Linked DNA regions of Mus musculus: all the other regions are linked to region 2. Evidence: chromatin contacts called from public HiChIP or PLAC-seq and promoter capture Hi-C data. All regions are on one chromosome and are shown on one strand. Each heading gives the region's core, a stretch centred on a gene start, on an enhancer-like site or on the middle of the called end of the contact. The rest is flanking DNA. Distances are from core to core; before and after follow the strand shown.

Region 1 (3,331 bases), core at 628-3,127, 120 kb after region 2:
ACATATACCACACACACTACACACACACCTTACCACACATACACACTACATACACCACACCGCACATGCCATGCACACACACCACACACACATCATACACACACACACACACACACACACACACACACACACACACACACACACACTTAGTAGATTCTATCTTCCATTCAAAGATGTGCCAAATTAATTTCACCAGGTTGATTAATAAATATAAGCCAAATGGCTTGTGCATCTTGAAATGCATTGTAGTTTAATGCCTCACGTCAAAAGTGTATAGGAAGAAAAGCCCAAAGGTCCTTATATCTCAAAGCTACTATTAAGTGACTAAGTCCCCACTGTCTGGCTTTATCTTATTATCAGAGATCTATCCTCAGAACCCAGGACACTGATCACATGAATTCAATAAGGAAGGGTGGCTTTCAGGACTTCATTACTCCTCGATGGATACATTCTCTTAGACTGGTTTTGTCTTGTTTTGTTTTGTTTTCCCTCCCTGAGAAACTGAAGAACTGGCTTGCTTCGAGAAGGCAGAGGGTTGCTGCCTACAGCAGGAGACTCCCAGTGCTATTGTTTCTATCTGATCTTGCTCAAATTCATCAGGGAAAATTAACCTTGGCAGCTTAGTCAGTGACTAAATCTTGATATTTTTCTGGCTTAATTCATAACATAACTGTAAGCTATTGCCCTGTGTTTATATTTCCCATCCATTTCTCACATTTCCAAAGCATGCCGATATGTGATCCGGGCAGTTTAGCTACCATAATTGGCATTTTTCTTGGGCCGAAAGGAAACAAACCCCTCATCCGCCATACTTTTTTAATTTCTGAAAAACAACAAGTAACATGGTTAATCCCCCTTTTTGATCTTTTTTCCTTTTGAATTTTCCTTATATTCTTTCCCTCTTTTAATCTTTTACTCTCTTTTTAATCTTACCATTCTGCCCCACCCCGTTTATTTGACTTCTTATTATGTATTGCTTTAAAAGAACTGGTCCAGTCTATGGAAGTCAGTCTTTAGAGTCTGTTCAAAGACCCATTATCCACATTTAGAGGCCTTGCTATTTCCTTAAAAGAAATTTCATTGTGACCCTTGCGAACCTCCTTTCACAGTATTAATAGAAATGCAAATCTTGTTGACAAAATAACATTTAATTAAATTGTTTCTCACAATAAGAAGTTTTTAAACAGGATTTTCATTTTCTGCATGCATGAGTAAGAGAGGAGGTTGTCTTAAACTCTGTAAAGTTGACAATGTATTTAAAGATTCAAGTAGCTTTTCATTCAGAAGTGTCAATACACACACTTTTCTTTAGTTGTCGCCTGACTTTGTTATGGGAAGAGTGGTGGCCAGCCAGACTCCTTTCAGATGCTGGCATCATTTAACAGCAGATCTTTACATTTTTCTGATATGATTTTGAGATTTGCATCATGGGGCTGTTATACAATTTGGTATACTTTCAGCTCCAGTAGCTAGTGGTCTAGGACGAGTGAAGAATCCGGGAAGCTAGAAGCTATACATAACGTATATTCAGGCTTCCCCCATAACTTGAAAGACTTCTTTACAGTGAGTTGCCCATTTCTTTTATAAGTCACATTTTCAAAACATATCCTACCATGTTTGGCTGCTGGTTTAATATTACACTTTTCTCTTTCATCTTTCTTTTTACTACAAACCCTTAATGACAAACGCAGGCGGGTCAGTGATACCGGTTACCTTCCTCTAGCACGTGAATTAGTCATCAGACAATCAGTTCAAGGGTCAGGCTTAGGGAAACAGTTCCAAGTGAAGGACAAGCGGGTCACAGAGGTGCGCTCCACTTCAAAGGCGGTGGCGTGCTCGCCTCGAGGACCGAGGACGGGGGTCACAGGCAGGAACAGCTGGGATTGTCGTTGCTCGAAGACGGAGGGGGTGTGTGCCTTGAGTGTGTTTGTCGTTGTGATTGGGTTTCACTACTGTGTAAAACAACAATTAACTTCGGAATGGCTTTGCTGGTAAAACACCGTAACAAGTGAGGCTCTATGGGAGAAAAGGCGTCTAATAGCAAGCGAGAGGGGCATGATTTAGGACAAACTACCCAAAGCCCCAAACCAAAAACCAAACGGAATGAACCAACCAAACAAAATTCCCAGAAGTCAAAACCAAAAAATAAGATAAAAGAAACAAACACTAAACCCTCACATTTCTCCACGCTGTCAACTCGCACAGGATTGTGGGGGATTTTAGCATCTGCGGAAGTAAAGACAGGTTTGCCTTTCCTCGGGAGTGAAGTTATGCTATGGGTTCTCTTGTTTGGGAGCTGAGGTGGAAACAGATAATTTTGAGTCTATTCCTAAGATTTTAGAATATGATTTTTATACTTTCTATTTCTCCATAGGAAAAAAGCCTCTGAGATGAGAGTTTTGTTTGAAATTTATCAGTATGTAAAACCAATTAATTGGTTATTTGAAACTTTTATCACTTTTCTGGTAGAACATTTGGAGTGGAGGAGGCTTGTTATTTTGTTATTAAAATATGTTTCAAGTAGGGTTGTAAAGAACATGCAGATGTGTCTTTGGTTTGCAAGGCCTTTTAGTTTCAGTTTGGAAATTGAAGCTTTGTCTTAGGGCTCTCACGATTTGGGAGCGCCCCCTTATATTCAGTCAAGAAGTTAGAGGTCAGTGAGTGGGAAGACTATGTCTCACTGAGGAAGGCTGCTCACATGAAGTAGCTCATTGACTCTTGAGGGAAGATACTGCCTGGAGAAGAAAACTAGACCCTGACAGCTCTCAGTGCTTCTAAACTACAGGGAAAAAAAGAAAAAAAGAAAAAAAGAAAAAAAAAAAAAAACCTGGGAAAGTCAAGTCAAAAAAACGCAGCAGACAAGAGAAAAACCCGAAATCCAAACCATATGCTAATGTCTTACCCCTTCCTTTACTTTGTCACATTGCTTCACTCTTCCGGGCACCAAGTGTCTTGTTGGGTTATGGCTGCTTCGAGAAACCCATTTCAAAGAAGGATAGTTTTTAAACCAGGCATTTAATAAGAATAAGCACTGGGACAAGAATGTGACCAGTTCGCGGCAGAGACCCATTGCTTTTGAAAGGAAAGGATTCTTTGAATTCTAAAGCAAAAATATAAGTGTTAAAAGTCTCTCTCCTGCCTATCTTAGGGGGATGTTAACACTCTTTTTTTTTTTAAAGCCATGTCTAGCCTGGTAAGACAAACTTATTGCCTAAATGCAGGTGGTAGCTGAAGCAAAAGAAACGAAGATCAACTTCTAAAAGCCAAACAAAACCAAACTTGATTTACTTCTGCTGGCCCGTGAAACAGCAGCCTGGCCTATGTGGCTTCC
Region 2 (3,217 bases), core at 191-2,690:
TCAGGGGGAGCAAAGAGCTACCCAGCTTTCTCCACTGGGAGTGAACTCTTAAAGGGCCAGCTCAGGGACTTTGAACAACTACACGCACGCCCCCCCCCCTTGAGTTTGCCTTAATTAGGGGGTGGGCAAGTAGGATTGGGGGCCTGAGTTCACATCAAAACTGTCAAAGGAGATGGGGGGGGGGAGGACATGGAGAGAGGGTTGGAGGATTCAGGGGCAGGAAAAATTCAAATATCATAAAAAGAAAAGGGAACTTGAAGCCCAGAAGTCATTGTTTCCTTTATTTCAAAGGGGAAAAAACCTGCCTGATTCTCATCCTTTTGATTGATTAAGGCCCTGAATACCTCTCGGCCCCAGAGTGACAGTCCCTGAATAGACTTGAGGGAATAAAGAGCAGCGCAGAACGTGGGGCTGGCACGGGAGGGGGGTGTAAGGGAGGAGTGTTCGCTGGCACTTACCAAGTTATAAATAAAAGGCTAGGCACAATGGTACCTTCTCTAAGGACAGACAGTCTTTACAACACTCCTGGCGTCATATCCTGCTGGGGACACTTCAGCTCCTAGCCAAGACGTTGCTTCTTTTATTTTTCCAGCAGTTTAGTCTGAATGCCATAATAAATTCCTGAGAACAAACGCTGCACCCGGGCAAAACCTCAACATATAGATGCAAGTGCATCGGGGATGAATGTGTACGTGGAGATTTAAAGTCCCCGCTTCTCAGAAGGGTTTTTAAACCAAGAAAAGGAGCTGGCTTCCCCATTGCTTGCAACTTGGAGCCCAGGGGAGGCCTAACCTCTTCAGTCTCTGTCATGGCTATGCCACCTGTCTTTCATTCCCAGCCTAAGAAAGACAAAAGGACCTTCTGGGCACATCTTGGACTCTTCCTGAGAGATGCCTTTCTGGGAGGCTCACATAGGGAGCTCAGGCCCAGAGGCAGACCAGAGAAAGGAAAAGGAAACACATCCGGAATTCTCTGTGCCCCTTTCCAAATTTGCTCCACCGCCATCTCCGTATTAGTAATCCCGAAGCGAAATCCACAGGTGAAAAGCAGGGGCAGACAGAGGAAATAAGGGGCGGATATAGCAAGGTTTCCAGAGAAAGGCGGAAAGAGATTAGGACAGAGTAATAGAAAACCAAGATGATCAAGGCTGAATCTCATGTAGAGGGACAGGGACACCGCGAGCCTTTTTCCATCCTCACTGGCTCTTGCCACCCAAGCTGCCTCTCCTAGTTTCAACCTGTCCACCCTTCTCTTGAGAAAGGGACACAGAGCTAGTCCCCCTCTGGGTCGGCGGAGGCCTGGGGACCGTCAGGGATGGGAAGAGAAAGTAGCTTCTGTCGCCCAATCAGCGCGTGTCTTTGCCACCCGGGACGGTCTCCTCCTCGGCCAATCGCAGCTCAGGGCTCCTGATCAAGCTTTGGGTGAAAGAACTAATAAATGCTCCCTAGTCCGGATCCCTGCACTCGGTGTCACGACGGGAGGAGACTTGGGACGTGTTCCTGCCTCGTCACCACCCTCCCTCACCCGATCTTCGCGGTGCAGTGAGCACCTTTGCCAGTAGCCCCAGCTGAGGGGCCGATCTGCTAGACTCGCACCAAACTCGTCCGCCCTGGGCTTGGGATCCTGCACTCAAGGGACTCCTCTGGAGCCTGTGGACTTGGATCTATTAGCGCCCCCCTCCCCGCGCCCCGCCTCCCTCTCTGGCCTTTTTTGGGGGAGGAGCTCTCCGAGATCCGGAGAGTTCCCGAGGGTCACCCGCCGCACTGTGCTCGCTTTTTCGTCTCGCCTTCACCTGGATATAATTTGCGAGCGAAGCTGCCCCCAGGATGACCACGCTGGCCGGCGCTGTGCCCAGGATGATGCGGCCCGGCCCGGGGCAGAATTACCCACGCAGCGGCTTCCCGCTGGAAGGTATGTTAGGGCCTCAGCTCGTCCGGATCCCCGGGCCTGGGATTGGCTGCCGCACCCCAATCCTGGTCTCCAGGGCCTCCACTCGTGCCTTACCGGGAGCCTCTTCCCGTGGTACTTCTCAACCCAAGAAGCAAAAGTGGGGAGGGGGTTCTCGTGGAGAGCGGGAGAAGCCCCATTTCACGTTCTGGCTGCAAACGGAGTGCTAAGCTCACTACAAGCTCTCGGAGCTTGCCTGGCCTGCTCCTGCCGGCTCCACTTTGCCCTGTTGTTTCGGAATTGCTGCCGTGAGAAAGGTGAACAAGCTTCGCAGCGCCGGAAGCAAGTTCTCTTTCTGTTCACCTAAAGTTGCTACGAAATTGTGCGGGCTGCGTTCACTTTTGAATAACTACTATTAGTTCGGCAAGAATTTTCCTGCTGTGAAAAATTCTGGTGGCCCTTCCTAGTTGAAAAGTTTTAGCATTGATTAGCAAATTCCACTCAACTCAAGTGGCATCTCGAAGTTTCTAAAATGGTTGGCAATGCCTTTCGGTTTGCTTAAAGGTGCTGGGAAATTTCGGGGAGGTAGAAATTACTGCAAACCCGAACCCGACCAAATAATTTGGGAAGTAAAAGCAGGAGACTGGGGTTCTGGAGGAGCCCTTCGACCTCGATCCAGAGTAAAACGTGACGTGCAAGGGCGGTCATTTCGGCAGTGGTGTCCACAGCTAGGCTCGCTGCCATTTTTATTTTTTAAGTGTAACAGGTGATACCTGCTGTCACCTGTGTCTCCTTTCGGGAGCCTCCCCAACCCTTGCCTACTATACCCTTATCGGGACCTCTGCCTTCTCAGGACTTTGAGGCAGTTATCGCAAGACATTTTAGACATCAGTCCTAGGTCTCCCTCCAACTTGCAGCACAGCCCCCCTCCCCCAAATAAAAGAGAAAATACAGTTTCTCTACAGCCAGTTACCTCATTCCGATCGCTCAATTTCCAAAAGATTATATGACCTTGCATCGGGTAATTATTTGAATAAATAGAACCTTAAGGGTCCGGGACTGGGAGCCCAGAGCTTGGTGGTTTGTGTTTTAACTGTCACAGGCAAATTGGCCAGAAGGATGCAGAATTAGGTTCTTTTTGCTGCTTTCTATTCTTCCTAAATGACTTTCTCGGGCTCTCTCCTTTCGCCATCTCTTCCCAGTGTCCACCCCTCTTGGCCAGGGCCGAGTCAACCAGCTCGGAGGAGTATTTATCAACGGCAGGCCTCTGCCCAACCATATCCGCCACAAGATAGTGGAGATGGCCCACCATGGCATTCGGCCTTGCGTC
Region 3 (3,244 bases), core at 732-3,231, 87 kb after region 2:
ACAATGTGTAGTGTTCAGATCAGTGTAACTGCTTTTCTACCACTCTGACATAGTGGGAACATCTGGCTTTGAAATATCCAGTTATTTGTTGACAATCATAATTAGAATATTTTGTTACTTTTTTATATCAAATTTGACCTATAGACCCATGATCCATCTCTTTGTCCCCCTGCCCATTCTCCCACACCTTCCTGAAAATGCTATACTCAGGTTTTACTGTTGTTTTTCCTGCTCTTCCTTCCCCTCCTCCCCTTCCATCTCCTCTTTTGCTTTGTAAATGCGTTTTTTGAGCTTCCCTATGTAAGTGAGGACATGAGGAGTTGAGCTTATTTCACTTGACATATGAGACTGTGAAGTGCGGGGATGGATGGACGAACAGATGGCTCAGTTGGTAAAGCGCTTGCTGTATAAGCATTTGGACCTTACTTCTTATACCCAGCACCTATGTTAAAAACTGGACACTAGGGTGTATACCATAGTTCCAATGCTGGAGAAACGGAGACTGAAGGGTCACTGGGGCTTCAGGCCATCCAGCTAACTTACTGGACTCTGTAAGCTTCGGATTCCAGGAGAGACTATGTCTCAAAGATCAGATGGAAAGTGATGGAGGAAGACACTCAAAATTAATGTCTGCTTTCTAAACGTCTGAGAATACCCACATACATATGGACACATGCATTCATAGACCGTGTGCTTTGTGGAAGGGAATGTTTTGTTGTTGTTGTTGTTGTTGTGAGACACTGTGCAGCCAATCCATATTGCTGAATTAACAGAAGTGTCTTTTAAAAGAAACAACGGTCCTTTTTCTCATACAAAATACTTATGCGTCCCTGAAGCAACTTGCTCTTAAAAAGTTCTAGTTAACCTTTTATAATCTGTTCTGAGGCTCATACATGGCCCCACATGGAGCTGATCCCCTGCCTGTGTTCCTCTGTGGGAAAACCCTGCTCAGGCTCAACTTGCCTCTGTGGATGTCACACGACTATATTTATAATGTGTTGAATGCCAAACTATCAACATTTAAAGGAACATTTCCCAGGAAGGAATGAACGATTGATAACACAGGTGGAGACCTGACTCATGGCCCATTCATCTTTAAAACAGTTCACTCTTGCACAGGTGAACCTGTTTTTAATTAATGTCAGATATGCCCTCTGCCTCCACACATTCTCTGACCTCTAAGTAAGGATACAAGAGAATGACCAACTTTAAAGAAAAGGCTACAAACTGACTGACTACTAATGCTTAGGTAGGGCAGATAAAAGGGCAAATGAAAGAAAAAGATCCTTGTTAGTCACTTGACTGCAGTTTGGGTGCAATTCTAAACAGAACCCCAAGATCAAAACTACTAGGTTTCAAGCCATCCTTCCTCTTGTCTAAGCTCTGGGTGGAGGGAAGAGTTTTAGGGAGAAGGGAATGTACACTCAGTCTCCTACTTCCTTTCCTCAAGGAGGTGGAGTTGAACTCATTGCAGGCAGGCAATGTGGGTTTCTAATTTGTTGGAAGCTATTTATGGGTCTTATGTTGAGCAATGTACCAAGTTTGGTGAAGTGAAGGGTAGATGCTTATCAGGGTGGCTCCGCTCTGCATTTTCTTAAATGCAGGTTTAGTTTATAGGAAATAAGAGAGAAATTCCAAACTGCCATCTCATCAAAGCCCCAAAGGATGCCCAAGTATAGAGATTTTCCTTTCTATAGTTAGAAGTCCCAAAGGGTCAGTTAGCATTTAGCAAACATATCCCGAAGCAATCACGGACCAAAGCTGATGTATGTTTGATCTACTACAGTTGAGTTCTCAGACAGGTTGCTTAAGTAGTCGAGGGTTTGAGAGCACACTCTTTAGAGGTCTACTGTGATTGTGAGAAAGTCCCTGCAATGAGAAGGGTTAACAGCAGGTAATGCTATTCCTCCGTGGAAAGAAAGAGTTGGAGACTCTGTGCTAAGTGATGAATGAGGGTGTCTGACCCACATCTGTTTTGCATTAGAATGGAACATTGCCCTGACATCCCCAGGAACATTTGTCAAGATTCCCCGGACAGAGCTTCTGTAAATTACATGCTGCGAATGTGTCAGGGTCAGATAAGAGGATATCATTAACTTCCCAAGTTTACGAAGGGCTCTGTCAGTCCATGGGAATACGCTATGGGCCAACAATTTTTCCTTGAGCTATTTTCTTATATTTTTCATTCATAGAAGGAAAAAATATATGTGCCTTATCCTCCAATATTGAAGTGTTCCTTTCTCATAAATCATATTAATTATAGACATGGTCCCAAAGCATATTAAATGCAGGCATGCGTAAATGAATTAAAACATATGAGAAGTTTATTATGTCCATGGTGGGTCCAACATAGTCTAGTATCTATTGTGTTTAACAAGCAGACTTTTTTGTCTAGGTAGACTGAATCTTTTCTTAATAGAATTCTTTTTTTTTTTTTTTGATGATGATGATAGGTAGAAATGGCGTGACTGTTCATCATTGGCTAGAAGTAAACTAGATACACACATATGCACGCATGTATATGTATCCATTGAGAGCCATTTCTATTTGCTTGGCTGAGGATGTAGCTCAGTGGCTGAGTGCTTCCCTACCATGTATGGAGCTCTAGGCTTGGTCCCCATCACTTCAAAAAACAAAAAGAAAACAAGGAGAATAGTCATGAAAATACTAAACAGTGCACGGCCATCAACATCATTTAGCCTACTGAGAAACAGGTACTGGAAGGAATTCAGAAACTGAATGTGATTTCTGTGGTTGGTCTCTAGACAGAAGAAGACTTCAATCGGAACATTTCCTACCATGCGCTTTGCAAATGAAACTTGGAAGTCCTCATGGCATGGGGGCCACATGTGTCTGGTACTCATTGTCTTTTGCACCCCTCATTAGACACTGCTACTTGTGTGTAATACATGAGCTAAGGATAATAATAATAATAATAATAATAAGCACATCCTTAGCTAAGCAGGTTCCATGCTTCTCTATCTAGTTAGATAGAAGTCCTCCTGTCGCTTTGCCTGACTCTCACGATGGGTGAGAGGTCACCCTGCAGACCCCAAGAGAGACCCCTGCCTTTAGGCAACTTCCCTCTTTCTTACAGCTTTCAAACGGACAGGACCCCAAATCTAATTATTTAGATGCTAATCAATTGCAGAATAATTCCTAAGGCATTTGAATCTGAAGATGTTTTCTGAGCCGCATGCATCATTTAAAATTGAGGTTTTGCAGCCTCAAGAGTACACTTGCT

The links. Promoter capture Hi-C pulls out the DNA fragments that hold promoters and counts their contacts. HiChIP or PLAC-seq counts read pairs in DNA pulled down with a chosen protein or histone mark.
Region 1: a promoter capture Hi-C map of cranial neural crest shows a contact between it and region 2. The contact joins the enhancer-like site here to the promoter of Pax3 in region 2. A contact is called at or near these places in 6 of 39 promoter capture datasets (the 3T3-L1 cell line, 3T3-L1-derived adipocytes, cranial neural crest and 3 more), 2 of 484 Hi-C or Micro-C datasets (granulosa cells and uterus) and 1 of 115 datasets of contacts at active chromatin or transcription factors (craniofacial prominence).
Region 3: an H3K4me3 HiChIP or PLAC-seq map of craniofacial prominence shows a contact between it and region 2, with 2.6 times the contacts expected there. The contact joins the enhancer-like site here to the promoter of Pax3 in region 2. A contact is called at or near these places in 6 of 39 promoter capture datasets (the 3T3-L1 cell line, 3T3-L1-derived adipocytes, cranial neural crest and 3 more), 2 of 484 Hi-C or Micro-C datasets (the MC3T3-E1 cell line and pancreatic cancer cells), 4 of 115 datasets of contacts at active chromatin or transcription factors (craniofacial prominence, embryonic hindbrain, embryonic midbrain and 1 more) and 1 of 9 other capture datasets (liver).

The regions. Positions count from the first base shown.
Region 1 is chr1:78,080,432-78,083,762 of GRCm38.p6, reverse strand. No RefSeq gene overlaps it. Among named protein-coding and RNA genes, the nearest start is that of Pax3, 120 kb to the left of the region's middle. Within about 2 kb of position 1,877, at least 12 of the 459 cell types and tissues checked have an H3K27ac peak or open chromatin away from gene starts, as enhancers often do.
Region 2 is chr1:78,195,359-78,198,575 of GRCm38.p6, reverse strand. It overlaps Pax3 (paired box 3), which reads left to right and starts at 1,440. Exons shown (of 8, transcript NM_008781.4): 1 at 1,440-1,911; 2 at 3,090-3,217. The coding sequence starts at 1,827. RefSeq lists cis regulatory regions at 111-333, 489-721, an enhancer at 111-721 and a promoter at 1-1,876.
Region 3 is chr1:78,109,253-78,112,496 of GRCm38.p6, reverse strand. All of the region lies in intron 7 of Pax3 (paired box 3), which reads left to right. Among named protein-coding and RNA genes, the nearest start is that of Pax3, 86 kb to the left of the region's middle. Within about 2 kb of position 1,981, at least 6 of the 459 cell types and tissues checked have an H3K27ac peak or open chromatin away from gene starts, as enhancers often do.